2 separate regions of the Mus musculus genome follow, and region 2 is linked to region 1. The links are chromatin contacts, called in public Hi-C maps. All regions are on one chromosome and are shown on one strand. Each heading gives the region's core, a stretch centred on a gene start, on an enhancer-like site or on the middle of the called end of the contact. The rest is flanking DNA. Distances are from core to core; before and after follow the strand shown.

What was found. Hi-C and Micro-C count contacts between places; a contact is called where the count stands out from the background.
Region 2: a contact with region 1 is called in a Hi-C map of CD8 T cells, with 1.9 times the contacts expected there. The contact joins two enhancer-like sites. A contact is called at or near these places in 7 of 484 Hi-C or Micro-C datasets (CD8 T cells, bone marrow-derived macrophages, cerebellum and 3 more), 6 of 115 datasets of contacts at active chromatin or transcription factors (embryonic fibroblasts, embryonic stem cells, heart atrium and 2 more) and 3 of 9 other capture datasets (adipose tissue, liver and pancreatic islet).

What each region holds. Positions count from the first base shown.
Region 1 is chr16:91,822,359-91,830,269 of GRCm38.p6, forward strand. Itsn1 (intersectin 1 (SH3 domain protein 1A)) reads left to right here. Exons shown (of 39, transcript NM_010587.2): 15 at 5,503-5,590; 16 at 5,836-5,975. Among named protein-coding and RNA genes, the nearest start is that of Gm52262, 78 kb to the right of the region's middle. Within about 2 kb of position 3,598, at least 99 of the 459 cell types and tissues checked have an H3K27ac peak or open chromatin away from gene starts, as enhancers often do. A contact at or near this core is called in CD8 T cells and memory CD8 T cells, where this site is marked.
Region 2 is chr16:91,751,590-91,759,500 of GRCm38.p6, forward strand. All of the region lies in intron 1 of Itsn1 (intersectin 1 (SH3 domain protein 1A)), which reads left to right. Among named protein-coding and RNA genes, the nearest start is that of Itsn1, 26 kb to the left of the region's middle. Within about 2 kb of position 3,157, at least 19 of the 459 cell types and tissues checked have an H3K27ac peak or open chromatin away from gene starts, as enhancers often do. A contact at or near this core is called in CD8 T cells and memory CD8 T cells, where this site is marked.

The DNA of each region.
Region 1 (7,911 bases), core at 2,348-4,847:
TTCAGGTCATCAACTGGGTGAGGCTTCACCAGCTGAGCCATTCTGCTGGCTCCAGTTTGGGAGAATTTGTGTGCAGGTCTCGTTTGGAAATGTTTTGTTGCCCTTGGGCAAACTTTTCACTGTGAATTGCTACTCCTAAGTTTGGTGAGCAACCTTCGGTGGTGTTTGCACATTTACTCTCTAGGTGAGTGGTGTCACCAGCATCTGATCCTTTGAGCTTTACCCCTTCGGGTGGGGACGTAGCACTGTGGCTTTGGTTTGCCGTTTTCCGTGTGTTTTGTTGAAGGGTTTGAGCAGACCTTTGGTCCATTTTGATTGGGTTGAAGAATGTTGAGTTCCTTACAGGTTTTCCTATCAGCAAGCCAGATGACTTGTTTCACTGATGTATGGCATTTTCAGCCCCAGATTTCACTTTCGCTCTTCGCTTGTGCTGTTTTGGTTGGTTGGTGTTTGAGATAGGATCTTGCCAGGATCTTGCCCTGTATCCCTGGCTGGTCTGAAACTCTGTAGGCCAGGCCTGCTTTGTGCCCGGGGCCTCTGCTCTCCAAGTGCTGGTTCACAAGTGTGCGCCTGCAGGCCCACTTGCCTAATCATTTTGTGATGTTTTTCTAAGGGCAGATGTTTTATGTTTGATAAGGTCCAGTCTGCTAATTGTCCTTTGGTTCTAAGAAATTATGAGATAAGTGTATCCTCTGTGCTGCCTTTGAGCTGTCATTGTGCTTGGGTCCGAATCCACTTCGAGTTGACAGTCCTTGCAGGTGAAGATGAGGGTTGAGACTGATCTTTCCATGTAGACAGACGCTTGGCACCATTGTCTGAAAACTCCCCTTGAAGTTCCTTGGTAGCTGCTGAAAGTTAATTGAACGTTATCTTACGCAATCCTTTACATTTCCAAATGTAGGAATAGCTTCTCGGGATTTGTTTTAAAATTAAGCACACACATACACACACACACACTTATGTTGAAATTTCATTGCATTGATAGCTTAGTCTGACAAGACGAGTCATTTTAACACTATCAGATTATATGACCTCGTCTTGGGTTACTTCACATTGCAGCAGGGCCTTTGAGTACCCATGTAATCTTTAAGGTCTTCCTTCTCTAGCCGGGATATCTTCCTTTTTGGTGTGTGCTTTCCTTTCTTCTTTTGTTTTCAATCTTACTACATTGAACAGGATCTCTAGTATATATATTGTTATATACATATGATATGTATATTTTATATATGTGTGTATATATATATATATATTCTTTCTGTATATATGTTATATAAAATGTAAGGGCTCATCTTGGGCTTTAGTCATGGATAGGTGGCTAGTTGGGCCCTTGTTTTGTTTGACATCTATTGAGGTGACAGAGGTTTCTTCCCTCTATTTTGTCAATAGGGTAATTCATAGTGATTGAATTTTGAACATTTGAATAGGGGTCCATTCCTGACCAAGCACACTTAGTCACAGTGTATAATTTATAAACATTTTCTTAGGTTCTATTTGCTATTGTTTTATCAGGGGTTTATCATGCACATTCATGGAAATTGATTGGCCATTTTCTTGTGAATGCCCTCATATAGTTTTGGTATCAGGTTAATACAGGCCTCAGAACATAAATTGGTACTGAATTTTCTTCTTCCTACATCCTAGAAATGTTGATGTTGAAACATTTGGTGACAATTAGTAGTGAAGGCTCTGGGCTTTCTTTGTTGCAGGACTTGTTAATTGAAAACCCATTCAAGCTGGGCAATGGCACAGTCCTTTAATCTCAGCACTAGAGAGGCAGAGGCAGGTTGGAGGCCAGCCTGGTCTACAGAGCAAGGTCCTGGACAACCAGGGCTACACAGAGAAACCCTGCTTGGAAACCAAGAAAAGGGAAAAAACTTCCAGTTTCTTCTTGAGCCTTCTCAATAATGTATATTTAATTAGTTTGCTCAATCATCTAAATGATCAAAATATATTCATAGAGTTGTCAGTCTGTAACATCTGTAGTGTTGTGTCTGTCTTCTTTCTTTGTGGCTACCATTGCCTCGTACTCTCTTCCACTGGCTCAGCTCCTCCCTGCTCTCCCTCCTCCTGCCTCCCTGCTCTCCCTCCTCCTGCCTCCCTGCTCTCTCCCTCCTCCTGCCTCCCTGCTCTCCCTCCTCCTGCCTCCCTGCTCTCTCCCTCCTCCTGCCTCCCTGCTCTCCCTCCTCCTGCCTCCCTGCTCTCTCCCTCCTCCTGCCTCCCTTCTCTCCCTCCTCCTGCCTCCCTGCTCTCCCTCCTCCTGCCTCCCTGCTCTCCCTCCTCCTGCCTCCCTGCTCTCCTTCCTGCCTCCCTGCTCTCTCCCTCCTCCTGCCTCCCTGCTCTCCCTCCTCCTGCCTCCCTGCTCTCCCTCCCCAGCCTCCCTGCTCTCTCCCTCCTCCTGCCTCCCTGCTCTCCCTCCTCCTGCCTCCCTGCTCTCTCCCTCCTCCTGCTTCCCTGCTCTCTCCCTCCTCCTGCCTCCCTGCTCTCTCCCTCCTCCTGCCTCCCTGCTCTCCTTCCTGCCTCCCTGCTTGTGCCTTCCTCCATCCATCCACCAATCAGGAAGTTTATTGGTCTTATTGTTTTCTTCCCTCCCTCCCTCCCTTTCTTCTTTTGGTTTGGTTTGGTTTGGTTCTAGACAGAGTTTCACTCTGGATCTTTGGCTGTTCCAGGTACTGGCTCTATAGCTCAGGCTGGCCTCAAACTCGAGATCTGCCTGCCCTGCCTCCAGAGTGCTGGGACTAAAGGTGTGTGTGTGCCACCATCTCTGGCTTTATTAATATTTTTCAAACAAGCTCTTGTCTATATTGATTTTTCTCTGTGATGTGTTTTTGTTATATTCCATCAGCTTAAGTACTTTTCTTTATTGTTTTTGTTTCCATTTACTTATTTAGAGTTTAATTTTATTTTTCACAATTTATTAGCAGAAGGCTTAGATAATTTAATTTAGGCCTTAATTTGTTTCTGATTTAAATATTTTGAGTTATAAATATCATTGCCACAGCCATAGCTACATTCCATTAGATTTTAGACATTATGTTTTCTTTTTTTTTTAAGATTTATTTATTATTATTCATAAGTACACTGTAGCTATCTTCAGACACACCAGAAGAGGTTATCAGATTTCATTATGGGTGGTTGTGAGCCACCATGTGGTTGCTGGGATTAGAACTCAGGACCTTCAGAAGAGCAGTCAATGCTCTTACCTGCTGAGCCATCTCACCAGCCTGACATTATGTTTTCATTTATTGACTTTTGTCATTTCTTTGATTTCTAAGAAGACTTATATTGTTTAATTTTTAAGTACTTATTTGTTTCTTGTTTACTTATGTTATCTGAAAAATATTTTGTGTGAATTTAGTCCTTATAAATAGATTGAGACTTTGGATCAAGTATAAGCTTAGTGAATATTCCCATATACACCTGAAAAACATATGCACTCTTTTTCACCTTAGCGTGTCCAATTAGCCAGTTAGAGCAAGCTGATTCATGGTAGAGTTCCAGCTTCCTTACAGATCTGTGCGTTCTGCAGCGGTGGCTGTGCTGGGGCCACACACAGGCCTTCCTTCTGCCTGCACTCTAGGCAAACACACTCCTGAGTTAGACTCCTCCCCCTGTGACCACTGCGGTCACCCAGAGAGGCGCATCCTCCCTCAGAAGAGGTTCCCTTCCCGTCTGTCTGTTGTGGTTTCCTGTACTTGAAAGTAGCATCGGTTTGAGATTGAGGCTGTGATCACGGAAAGTAACCAGGATGAGAAGTTCATGGCCAGAAGTCGTTTTCAAGTGTTAAAAACTATGTTTACTTTTTTTGAAGTATGTTCTTCTGTATTGTAGCTCCTTTTATTTTATTTGTTTGTTTGTTTGTTTGTTTGGAGTCTCACTCTAGCTCTGGTTGGCCTTGAACTCAAAGAGATCCACTTGCCTCTGCCTAGTGGTGGGCCCTTGTAGCTTTTAGAATTGTTACTCAGAAATCTGGGCAAATAATACCCAAAGAGATTGAGAGTAAAGATCGTGTGCTCAGTATGCCATTATTGTGACTGAGTGTTTTATGACTGAACACATTTGGTACCAAACACAAGAGTGTTCGTCATTGGTAGGTGCAGGTCCTGGATTACTGGTGAGGTGACCGCAGCTATGCTCTGAGGAAGAGAAGCACACAGACAGTGAGGCTGGCTGCTGTTGCTCCTCCTGTGCATTGGCGCTCTGCCTTTGTAGTCAGTCCCGGCACATTTGGTATTGACGTGACCTATTGGAGAAACTTGAAGCTAAAGTTTTTTTAAAGATTTACTTTACTTCTTCTGTGTGTCTGTGTGTCTCTGTATCTCTGTGTGTCTAGATTTGTGTCTGTGTGTTTGTTTGTCTCTGTATCTGTGTCTGGGTGTGTGTCTGTGCGTTTGTAAGTCTCTGTGTTTGTGTGTGTCTGTGTGTTTGTAACTCTCTGTGTCTGTATGTGGATCTGTGCCCATGAATGCATGGCTATGGAGGAGTGCTGAATCCTTTGCTGGTCCTTTGTGAAAACAGCCCTGCTCTTAACCTCTGAGTCATGCCCAGCCTGGGCTATGCTTTTTAAAGAGCCCTTTCCATGGGGGACATCTCAGTGGGTGGAAAATGGCGCAGGTTCCTCCTGATGGGGCTTGAAAGCACTGAGTAGGCTTTGCTTTCCAGGACAAAGGTCTGCTGTGTGTTTTGTTTTGTGAAAGTCTGCTGTGGGTCACTCAGAGGCCTAAGAGGTCCCTGAATCCCTCTATTGAGTTAACCTCCTACCGTGCAGGCCTAGCACAGTTCATTCTGCAAATGCCAATGTGTGTCTACAAGTGGGTGCCAGAGAGACTGGATCTGGGCCTCTACAGGAAATTCTTAAGGCATTTTATTTTCTCACAAGAGTCATTTTTCCCCACTAAGGTAAAAATAAATGTCAAGTAAGCCAGCAAGGCTGCCAGTTTACTAAAGTGACTACCAGATCATTACAGCTGAAAGTCAACAAATACTGTGCTTGGCACATTACCACAGAAATTCCAAATAGTCTCCCTTATGTAGTTTGGTTTCAACTTTTTTCTGTGCTAAATTAAAAAGGGGGGAGGACAGAAAAAGAGGGTAATTCAGGACTCTTAAGTTTAAAATTCCTTTGTGATGGCAAAACATGAGTAGCATTTAGGATTCTAGATGTGACAAATGTCCTTCTGAGTTGTGTGTCTAACGTTAGGCATGCAGTCAGCCTCGGTTGAAGCTAGTGAGTGCCACATGCAGAGCAGAGCCAGCTGAGGCTGACCCCCACCTGACCCCACCATGCTAACCTGCAGCCAGCTTGTGGCCTTTGTGCTGCATCTCTGCAGTTAAGAGAGTGGGAGTTTCTTTCATTTCATGTATGTCACACCCACCCTCGTAAGCAGAACCAAAGGCGTGGCGGGGCAATGTGCAAAAGATGCAGGTGAGGTGGGAAGTGACAGGGAAGGACCCTGGGATCTCAGGGTCACTCACTCACCTGCTGTTTCCTTCCCTCTCCCCTAGGAATCTCAGCAAATGCTTGGAAGACTTATTCCAGAGAAACAGATACTCAGTGACCAGTTAAAACAAGTCCAGCAGAACAGTTTGCATAGTAGGTGTCTTATTGATTTGCATGTTTTGTTTGTTCTGTTGGTACACATCCCGAATGCTGGAAGAGGTGACTTTTGTTCAGGCATTTGTTTTATCCCTGAGTAGTGCTCCCCTCCTCCCTCCCTCCCTCCGTCCCTCCCTCCCCACCCCCCTTATCAGCAAGAATTCCCTTCATAAACATGAAAGTTGACCATGTTCCACACTGTTAGCTAAAGTTCTCCTAACTTGTGTCCTCTTCTGAAATAGGAGACTCGCTTCTTACCCTCAAAAGAGCCTTGGAAGCAAAGGAGCTGGCCCGGCAGCAGCTCCGGGAGCAGCTGGACGAGGTGGAGAGAGAGACCAGGTCAAAGCTGCAGGAGATTGATGTTTTCAACAACCAGCTGAAGGTGACTCCTGGGTGCTGGGCCGCCTCCCCTTTGCTTGGCTTGTGAGCAGTGGTTCAGGGCCTCTGTGTGAAGGCTGTCGTGGTGCCCGCTGCCCCTCCAGTTGTGCTTGCTTTCTCTGAGGTCTGTAAGGTAGCCTGTGTTAGGGCCCTGCCCCTGCCCCTGCCCACCTTTCACACCTTTCTTTTTTTTGCCTATTTATAAACATGTCACATCCAAAGCCAGGCCCAACGTGCTCTCTTCTCTGTGTTCACTGAGGGTTACCCAGGTGCTTTTCTGTTTTAACTGAAATTTCCCTGCCACTCCAGTGATCGTCTGGAGTATGACCTGTCTTATCTCCCTCACTTTAAATGCCTTTCAGCTGAATTAGTTCATGGGGTCATGGCTCTGTCTCTGGCACAGCTGGTGATGGCTTTGTCACCCTGCACAGTAATTCAGGAAAACCACACACACAAGCCTCTTTCTGTATGGTGTTCCATTGTTTTAATCACGTTAACTCAGGCTTGCCATAGTGGCACACACCTTAAATCCCAGCGCCTGGTAGGCTGAAGCAGGCCGACCTCTGAGTCAGGGGCAGCTGAGGCTGCATAATGAGATCCTTTTCAGAAGTAAACGGCTGACTGACTGACTGACTGACTGACTGACTGACAACATAGATAAATAGGTAGTTAGATGAGACAGTGGATAGTTCATTGCATTCCAAAAATATTCACTTTAGTTTTCTAACCTTAAAATTCCTTATAATTTACTATGTATGGCCCATTTAGCCCCTAATACTCAGAAATAAAACTAAAACCTTTACTACTAAAAGAAAATTTTAAACTAGAAAGTATAGTTGAGGGTTTTTTTTTTGTTGCCCTTTGGATTAAGAGTCCATGCCAGATTGTCTAGACATCCAAGTTAAAGTATTTGTGCAGTTCTTTCAGCATTGAGGAGTGAACTTGCTCAATTGTACAATTCCAGGAAAGTACTCTCCCTTAGGGGAGTGCTGTGTAGCCGACGTGTGTTTCATTTCACATTGCTTTCCTGTTTGTGTGTGTGTGTGTGCGTGTGTGTGTGTGTCGTATCAGTATGGGAGGTGCCTCTTTGAGTTCTCTATCCCCAGTACAATAAAAGCTGTTCTCGCTTGCTCTCACTGTAACTTACTGCTGTATTAAGCAGAAAGGATTTAACATGGGGACAGTCTCACAGAGTCTCCAGGTAGTGGGTAGTGCCTGGATGTAAACCTTTGAGGACCGTCAGCTTCGGAACACAGGAGAAGCACAGCGTTTGCCTTAATGATTGCTTTTCTACCAGTTTGGCCTAAGACTCGGTTCAGATGCTAGGGAAAGATGCTCAGGCAAAGGCTTGTGACTGACACTCAGATCTGTGGGCTAGAGATGTTAGTGCTCGTAGCTGTTGCCATTGCTGCAGAGAGCACCATCAGATGGACTGAGTCGCGGTCTTGTGACTCTGTGTGTGTGTGTGTGTGTGTGTGTGTGTGTGTGTGTGTGTGTGTGTGTGTGACGCTGCTGCGTGTGGTGTCAGAAGTTCTTAGCTTTCCCCACACACACTGGCCCTTTCCCAAATAGGCTTATTTTGAAATTATAACATTTCTTTTTGCCTTCTACATTCTTATTTTGACTTCTTATTATCAGTAAAGTTCATATGGCAAATGCAAATCATAGCTGTGTTGTTGATCCTTTAACGTCCATTCACGGGGGTCCACTGAAGGGGCTGTGTTGACTGAGGTTTTTTTGTTTCTGGAATTCCTCTGAAATCTGCGGAAACCAAAAAAGAAATGAGACAACTGAGAGACTGCGTTAGCATTTAGTTTCTCTGTGATCTCCTGCTGTTTCTCTTTATGTCCACCACGCTGGAAAATACAAAGCGGTTTTCCCCTGACTTTAGAGCATGTGTTCAATAGCAAGCAAAATTTCTGTAGGAACTAGACCAGAAG
Region 2 (7,911 bases), core at 1,907-4,406, 71 kb before region 1:
AGATTGGAATCTGTCTGTCTCCCAAGTGTTGGGGGCAAAGGTGTGCGCCACCAGACTTAGCCACCAGGCTTAGCATATATTTTAATTCTGTAGAACAAACAAAAGAAAAACTGTGGTGCTAGATGGGAGTGTGTGGATAGAGTGTGGACTTGGAGGGAGTTTAATGGCCTTGAAAAAGTGGCCGGGCCATTCAAAGCCTTAATTATTCTCTTGTCACGTGCTTTAGAGAAACAGTATCTGCTGTAGGGTGATCCCTGTCTGTTCCCTTGCCAGAATTTAAGTCTGAAATGTTCCCAGGCTCCTAATTTAATACCTAGGTGGGAGTTTGTGGTACTAGCTTGAAGACCTTGGAGCCCCTTAGGAGGTGGGGGATCTCACTCTAATACACTAGGAAGGGTGGGCCTCTGAAGATTTGGCCACCCCAGTTCCGGGACGCTGGTCTGCCACAAGTGAAGACCCGCCCACCACTTGGTGGTCTTGTTGCCATGCTGAGAGCTTCCACCATCGTGCTTCCCCTGCACGACAGCTAAACTCTCACGGAGAGATGCTTCTGTCGGGTGTGTGGTCCGTGCACACAGCACTAACTAATGCACCTGTTCCTGTCTGCAAGTGGCCGCAGACTGAGGCAAGCATGCACATCTATCTCAGTTGCTCATCACCAGTGCTTTTTAGCAAACAAATGTGACACGTTTGCGGTTGGCATTTTTGGTGTTGGACAGCAAATACACTTTGCTTCATGTTTATCATGGCTGTATTTTAGTTCTAGGATAACTCACCCTGTGTAAAGAACTATGTGAGTGAGCACAGCAAACCTCAGCAGACCTAGCCCTAAGTGGGCTCACTTATGAAAAATGAACTATTTCTGAAGTGTCTTTCACACCTGATTGTTGTACTTCTCCCTAGATACAGCCGGCACCTTGTCATTAGTCAGGAATCTTGTTGGTTGAATGTTTGGTTGTGTAGCCCTGCCTTTGACTGTAATTACATAGCTCTGTAGCTAGTGTCTGAGGAAGCCAGATGTGTTGGGATGCCTCCGGAGCTGCTGAAGGCCTGAAGCCATGGCTCTAGGACGCACTGGCTCTAACTCTCCGACACCACTGAGGTATGATGCTGCTTCTCTGTGCTTTTGTTCTTGTTTCAGAAGTTTTTCAGCTGTTCAAGGTTCTGTGGCTCAGCCTCTTTGAATGAATTACCGTGTTATTGTTGGAATTTTGGGAAAAGACTGTAAAATGTGATTTGCATGTTGGGAAACTTTCTGGACTTGGAAGGCCGGAGCAAGGCCTGTGGATTGAACAGGTGCTCTCAGACACCAGCAGGATCCATCCGCTGGACCTATAATGGGACCCAAGAGTTTGCACTTCTGGAAAGTTCTCTATTAACATTAGTACTTTTGCTCTGGGCACCAGATTTTGAGAACCCCTAGGCTGGTGTGGAAGAGACTAGACATAATAATATGAAGAGGACACTGTGCTTAGGGGAAGAATCTCTTTGTTTTCCCCAACAGCAATAGAACTGTAAAGAGTTGGCTTTGGAATCTGAAAAGAAGGAATTCCTTTTGATGGTGATACTGTATGAGCAGACAGACAGTGATGGTCCTGGCCATGGAGACGTCAGATTTAGAGACAGTGTAGCCTCACAGTTCTGTGCCTCTGCTAGATTAGAGGGAAAGAAGGGCTGTATGCGCAGTGTTGAAAGGACCCTGAGTGTGTTCTGCACGAGAGGATGTGGCTCCTCTAAACACACTGTATGTCTTGGCAGTACTTTTCAGTTACATTTTGGGTGATTTTCACCCTGTATGTTATGTTAGAAAATGAAGTTTTTCCTAACTCAGCAAATTAAAAGCAGGTGGTGAGGGCATCAGCATGGGCGGCGCCATTTCCCTCCCGTAGTCCATTTCCGAGTGAGTCTCATCCCATATCTCCACTGAGATCCAGCGCCCTGACTCTTGAGGATTAGAGCATCATTTTTTCTTGCAATATATTTTAATATCATGTAATTTTGAAACTTCCCCCCAACTCCTGTGTTACTTACATATTTTTTGAATTTCTGCTCTTATCACGTTTTAGGTAGTTAACCTTTTTTGTTTTTAAACTTATGAGCTTCTTATGTTTAAAAATATTAATTCTTATGATACATGCTTCAAATATTCAAAAAATTTTATTTTTTAAAATTCGTGAATCACTCACTATGATGGCATGTGCCTGTTTCCCAAGCTGTGTGGGAGGCCAATGCAGGAGGTCGACGTGGGTTTACTTAAGTTTAACATTAGCTTACACTATGTAGTGAGACTCCATTTCAGAACAACAAAACCCCCTTACTTGTTTAAATACAGTGGTAAGTGGATTTATATTCCCACACCTAATAACACCATTATTTTCCATTTTTATGACTCTTGCCTTGGTGCTAAAAGAACCAAGAATATTCTCACTCCAAGATTTTATAGATATTATTAACCTGGACTTTCTTTTACTACACTCCAATAGCTTCGTTTTTTCTCCCAATGAAATCTTTAAGCCATCTCTAATTTATGCTAGTATAAGCAAGTAAGTTTATTAGGAGTGAATATAGCTTACATGTTTCAGTGTTCCATTATCTTTAATTTATCAAGCTCTGTAAACCAGCAGGTTCAGGTGAAGGTCGAAATAAGTAAGCTCTAAGGGATGCTGGGAATCCTGAGAAAGCCATGGGGGAGAAACAGGACGGAGAGAGGGCAAGTGTAGGGACGTCACTGCAGCTCTTGGGACCAAACACAACCTAATTCACAGGCAGAACTTGTGAATCCCTAATCCGTGCCCCCTAGGAAGTGGGCTGCCATCGCCCACTGGCACCATTATGACCATTGTTTTGTTTGTTTGGTTTGTTTTTTGGAAACTTTATCTAGTCCAGGCTGGCCTCTAGCTCAGTGTGCAGCTGAAGAGCATCTTGACCTCCAGATCCTCCTGCTTCAGGCTCCTGAATATTATGACTGCAGGCATGGACTAGCTACCATGCCATGCCTTTATGGCTATCCCTTCTTTCTGAATGTCTCTCTGTCTCTCTGTCTCTCTCTCTCTCTCCCTCCCTCTCACACTGTGTCAATGCTACCATGCATGTAAGCAGTCTTGCAGTCTTTCTGCTGAAGCTCATCTTTCTAAGACATCGGTCCTAGGCACCACAGTAGCATCTATCTGCTGAGGTCTCCTCGGGGATTCCCCCAGCTCCTCTTGTCAATAGAGCAGCTTCTGCACTGTAAATGGTGGTGGCATTCCCTTCTTAAATCATCTTAGAGGTTTTCGTTACACCTCAAATAAAGACTGAGGTCTGTGTTTGTCTGGCTTCTCTCTGCAGCCCCTTGTCTACTTTGCTTGTGTCAGCCAAATGGCCTTTGTCTCTGGAGCTGGCTTCTTGGGGTCTTTGCATTGGCTGAAACTTCTCCAGAACATCTCAGAAACTACTCCTAACGTCTTCTCTGCTTTTCCTGGCCTCTCAGATCGTGGAAATGACTAGTCGTCCACCTTGTTATCATATCTGTTCTTTGCATTAGTTCTCTGTATGTCACATGATCACGTGGTTTACCACTCCTTCCGGTAGATGCCAGTCTGTGAAGCCTGGCATCAGCCTGGTACCTCGCCAGCACCTCCTCTCTTACTATGTGAGAGTAGCACAGGTTACCTTTGGGTCCTGTTCCTGGTTTAATCAGCACTTGCTGGGCAAGCCTTCCACCACAGAACTACACCTTCAGGCTCAGCTTCTCCATCTTGAGCATCAGTGGGGGGTCTGCTTTCAGACCGTTTTTCTTGGTTGACAGAGTTCAGAAGTTCATTTACACTCAAAGCCTTAATCTAAGAATATAAAAGAGAGCACTAGAGCATTTTTAATTTGAGTGCCGTCAATACTTTGTTTCATAAGTCCATTGATAATGTGGCAATTTCTTTTTTTTTTTTTTTTTTTTGGTTTTGCGAGACAGGGTTTCTCTGTGTAGCCCTGGCTGTCCTGGAACTCACTCTGTACTCTGTAGACCAGACTGGCCTCGAACTCAGATATCCACCTGCCTTTGCCTCCTGCATGCTGGGATTAAAGGCGTGCGCCACTACGCCCAGCCCATGTGGCAATTTCTAACCCAAACAGACAAGCATGAATAATTTTAAATATTTTCTGCCCAAGTGTGATGACTGTTCTTGGTTGTCAACTTGACTACAAGTGGAATGAACCACAATCTAGAAATGGAGGGCACACCTGTGGTCCAGGTCTTGGGGCTGCAAGACACAGGTTTGTGACCCGGATCTTGACATAGGATGGCACATGCTTTTTTCTCAAGATCCAGATTGAAGCAGGTTGCCATGAAAGCTTCGGCCCAGGCAAGGTAGTACACACCTTTAATCCAAGGAGACTAAGGCAAACCAGCCTCTAGGACAAAGCAAATCCCAGATCTAGGTATGGTGGTACACACCTTTAATCTGGGCCACACCTTCTGCTGGAGGCCTGCGTAAGGGCTTTGGAAGAAGAAAGGCTCTCTCTTCACTTGCTTGCTAGCACATCTGTTGGAATCTACTTCTATAGAAGACGGCCAGCTGAAACAACCAGCCTTGTGGGACTGAGCAACTACTAGATTCTTGGATTTCCATTCACAGCTGACCACTGTTGGGTTAGTTGGACTACAGACTGTAAGTTATCACAGTAAATTCCCTCAATGTAGAGATATTCCATAAATTCTGTGACTCTAGAGAACCCTGACTAATACACCAAGATTATGCTTTCTTTATTTCTGAATTGCAGTCTAGAGTTTTATCCTATAATTAGGAAGCTTATGAGATTATACCATGTTATTTTTACTATTTTTAAGTGCTTCCTGAATTCCAAGGCAGCACATCTGTGTACCTATATAATGTAGATATATGACTGGTTTGTTCTTTGTGTGCCTAACCATGCTGCCCTAGGCTGCATGCATGTGTTTTCACATTGTGTTGTTGCTTTGTTCTTTAGTAAGCTGTCTACACCATGACTCAGTGCTACCTACCTCTTTTACTGGCACACAAGACTGCCGCCGCTGAGCTGTAGTGGAGTCTGGCATGAGTCCCAAGTCAATTTCAATTTTAATTTTTGGTTATTGTTTATGTGAAATTCATCTCAGTTGTACACCTCGAACCTAATTTGGCATAAACCCTTCCTTCCTAAGGTTGCTTTTGTGGACTTTTGTCCCCACCATGGGAAGGTAGATGAGACTGTCGCACTCTGGGCAGCGCTCCTCTGCACTGCTCTCAGTGTTCCCCTTGGGGCCATGAGTCCAGGGTTTGTTCTGAGGTCCCATCATGCTACTGGCCTGCTTGAGCTTCCACATGCCCAGAGTTCAGCAAAGGGACCTTCCCAGGCTTTGGAGACCGGAGTGTAAGCCCATTACCTGGGGACTTCAGAGTCAGCTTCTATCTTTTCTACGTTGTTTTGATTCGGCGGTTGCTAAGCAGTCTTGCAGCACCCACCCTCAAATTGCCAGCTTTCAACATGAGCTTATTTCTTGTGCCAGGGCCTTCTGTGGATACCACTCCAGAGCACAGGATGGCATGGCCTCTCATTGGCTCTCCATGCTTTTTTTGCCTTTCTCCGCATACTTCCTGAGCTAGAGGCAAATCATATGATCGCACACGTGCCCCACAGACAAGAATTTAATTCTGTAGGAATGTACTGATAGCAGATGTTTTTCATAACACTGTCTGCTTGTAGTTGCATTTGGAGGTACTGACATTCTGAAAGGATTTTTGAAGGGTAGTCAACGAGAGGTGTGGCTTGGTGGCCCTTAGCCTGCTTTTTCTAGTACTGTGCGGAAGAACTTCACTAGTTATACCTTTTAAAATTACTTACTGATTTTAAATTTTGTATGTGTATGTGCATATGTATATACTTTGGTGTGTACGCATACTATGAGTACAGGTGCCAGAGGTCACAGCACTCTGAGGTCTATCAGTCCTGGGGTCACAGGTGGTTGTAGTCTACCCAACATGGCTATTAGAAACCAAACTCAGGCCTTGGGCCAGGACAGTACTCAATCTCTCCGGCTGAATAATTGTGTCTTTATTACTACTACCGGGGTGTCTGCAGACACGGGATCTAGAGCATGGTAGCTGCATAACAAATGCTTGTTGATGAAGACAAAGATTCCTACAAATAGCAAGGAAGGAAGTTAAGTATTTTCATATTTGGTAGGTCACTTAGCTTGGGACAGTTTTACAGAGTGCTTCCTTAATAAGTATCTATGTTTTATATATAAAATGTTCAGCATGACAAAAATTGTATGTGCATGTGTGTACATTTGTGCATGCTTCCTTTCCTCCCATTCTCCTTTTTTAAAAAAAGATTTATTTATTTTATGTATACGAGTACACTATTGCTATCTTCAGACACACCAGAAGAGGGCATCGAATCCCATTCCAGATGGTTGTGAACCACCATGTTCATTCCATTGCTGGGAACTGAACTCAGGACCTGGAAGAGCAGTCAGTGCTCTTAAATGCCGAGCCATCTCTCCAGCCTCTCTCTGTTTTCTTTTCTTTCTTTCTTTCTTTCTTCCTTTTTTTTTTTTTTTTTTGTTTTTTTTTTTTTGTTTTTTTTTTTCGAGGCAGGGTTTCTCTGTGTAGCCCTGGCTGTCCTGGAACTCACTCTGTAGACCAGGCTGGCCTCGAACTCAGAAATCCGCCTGCCTCTGCCTCTGCCTCCCAAGTGCTGGGATTAAAGGCATGCACCACCACGCCCAGCTGTTTTCTTTAAAAATTTACCAACTATAGATAATTGGGAAAATATATGTGCATCAAATACAAGCATGGCAAAGCCTGTGCTCTGGCTGCTTAGAGTGTCTCTGTAACAGTCTTGGTTATTTGTTGTCTATTATCTCTCTTTTCTTCATACGCTGTTAGAGCATTGTCTACATTTATGGTCAGTGTGATCATTTAATTTAGAACTTTGTTGATGATTTTTACTTTTTTAAAATTTTATTTTATCTTTTGAGGCAAGGATTCAGTATATAGACCACCATGCTGGCCTAGTACTCACAGAAATTGTTCTGTCTCTGCCTCCCACAATACTGGCCTTTATCAACAACTACCATAAGATTAATTTTAATTTGCCCTTTCTCTGACTTTTTCTCCTCATGGACCATTCACTTAACCAAAAATTCATACAGATTTTCATGGTTAGAATGCAAATAACCAGAGAGTTGGAAAGTGGAAGCCGGAATGGAGAAGAAGGCAGCCATGTGATTCTTAGCTTAGGGGTCAGCTGGTCAGTCTCCTTTAGATTTGTTTTCTTTTCTTGGGAAGCCATCTTTTTTGACTGGTATGGTAATTTGTTTGTTTCTTTGTTTTTGGTTTTTTCGAGACAGGGTTTCTCTGTGTAGCCCTGGCTGTCCTGGAACTCACTCTATAGATCAGGCTGGCCTTGAACTCAGAAATCCGCCTGCCTCTGCCTCCCAAGTGCTGGAATTACAGGCGTGTGCCACCACTGCCCGGCAGCAGGTAGTCTTAACATGAGTCATTCAGGCCCCTTGAACTTGTCTGTGGAGGGCCTGTGGGTTTGTCATTGTTGTTGTATTCTTTGGAAGCAGTTGTACTAGTTTGCCATGCCTTGTTCTTTTGTCATTTGTCTTTGTCCCCAATCTCAGAAAGGTGGCTTGAGTCACTTGGACCTTCACGGTGCTGGGTGTCCCTCTTCTGAGGTGGATGGGACATTTTTGTCAGTTGAGATTTGAAATGCAGTTATTCCCCAGTAAGGCATAAAGTGAATTCCTTATGAGTCCCTTCTGTATCTGTTGTACGAAGAGGCCTGGTAGCATGTAGATGACATGCTAACTGAACCACTAAACTCCTGAATAACTCATATTTAGTGCACCTTCCAAATGCTTTGAAATACCCTATATAGACTCAGGCTACTCTGTGAGTAGTTTTT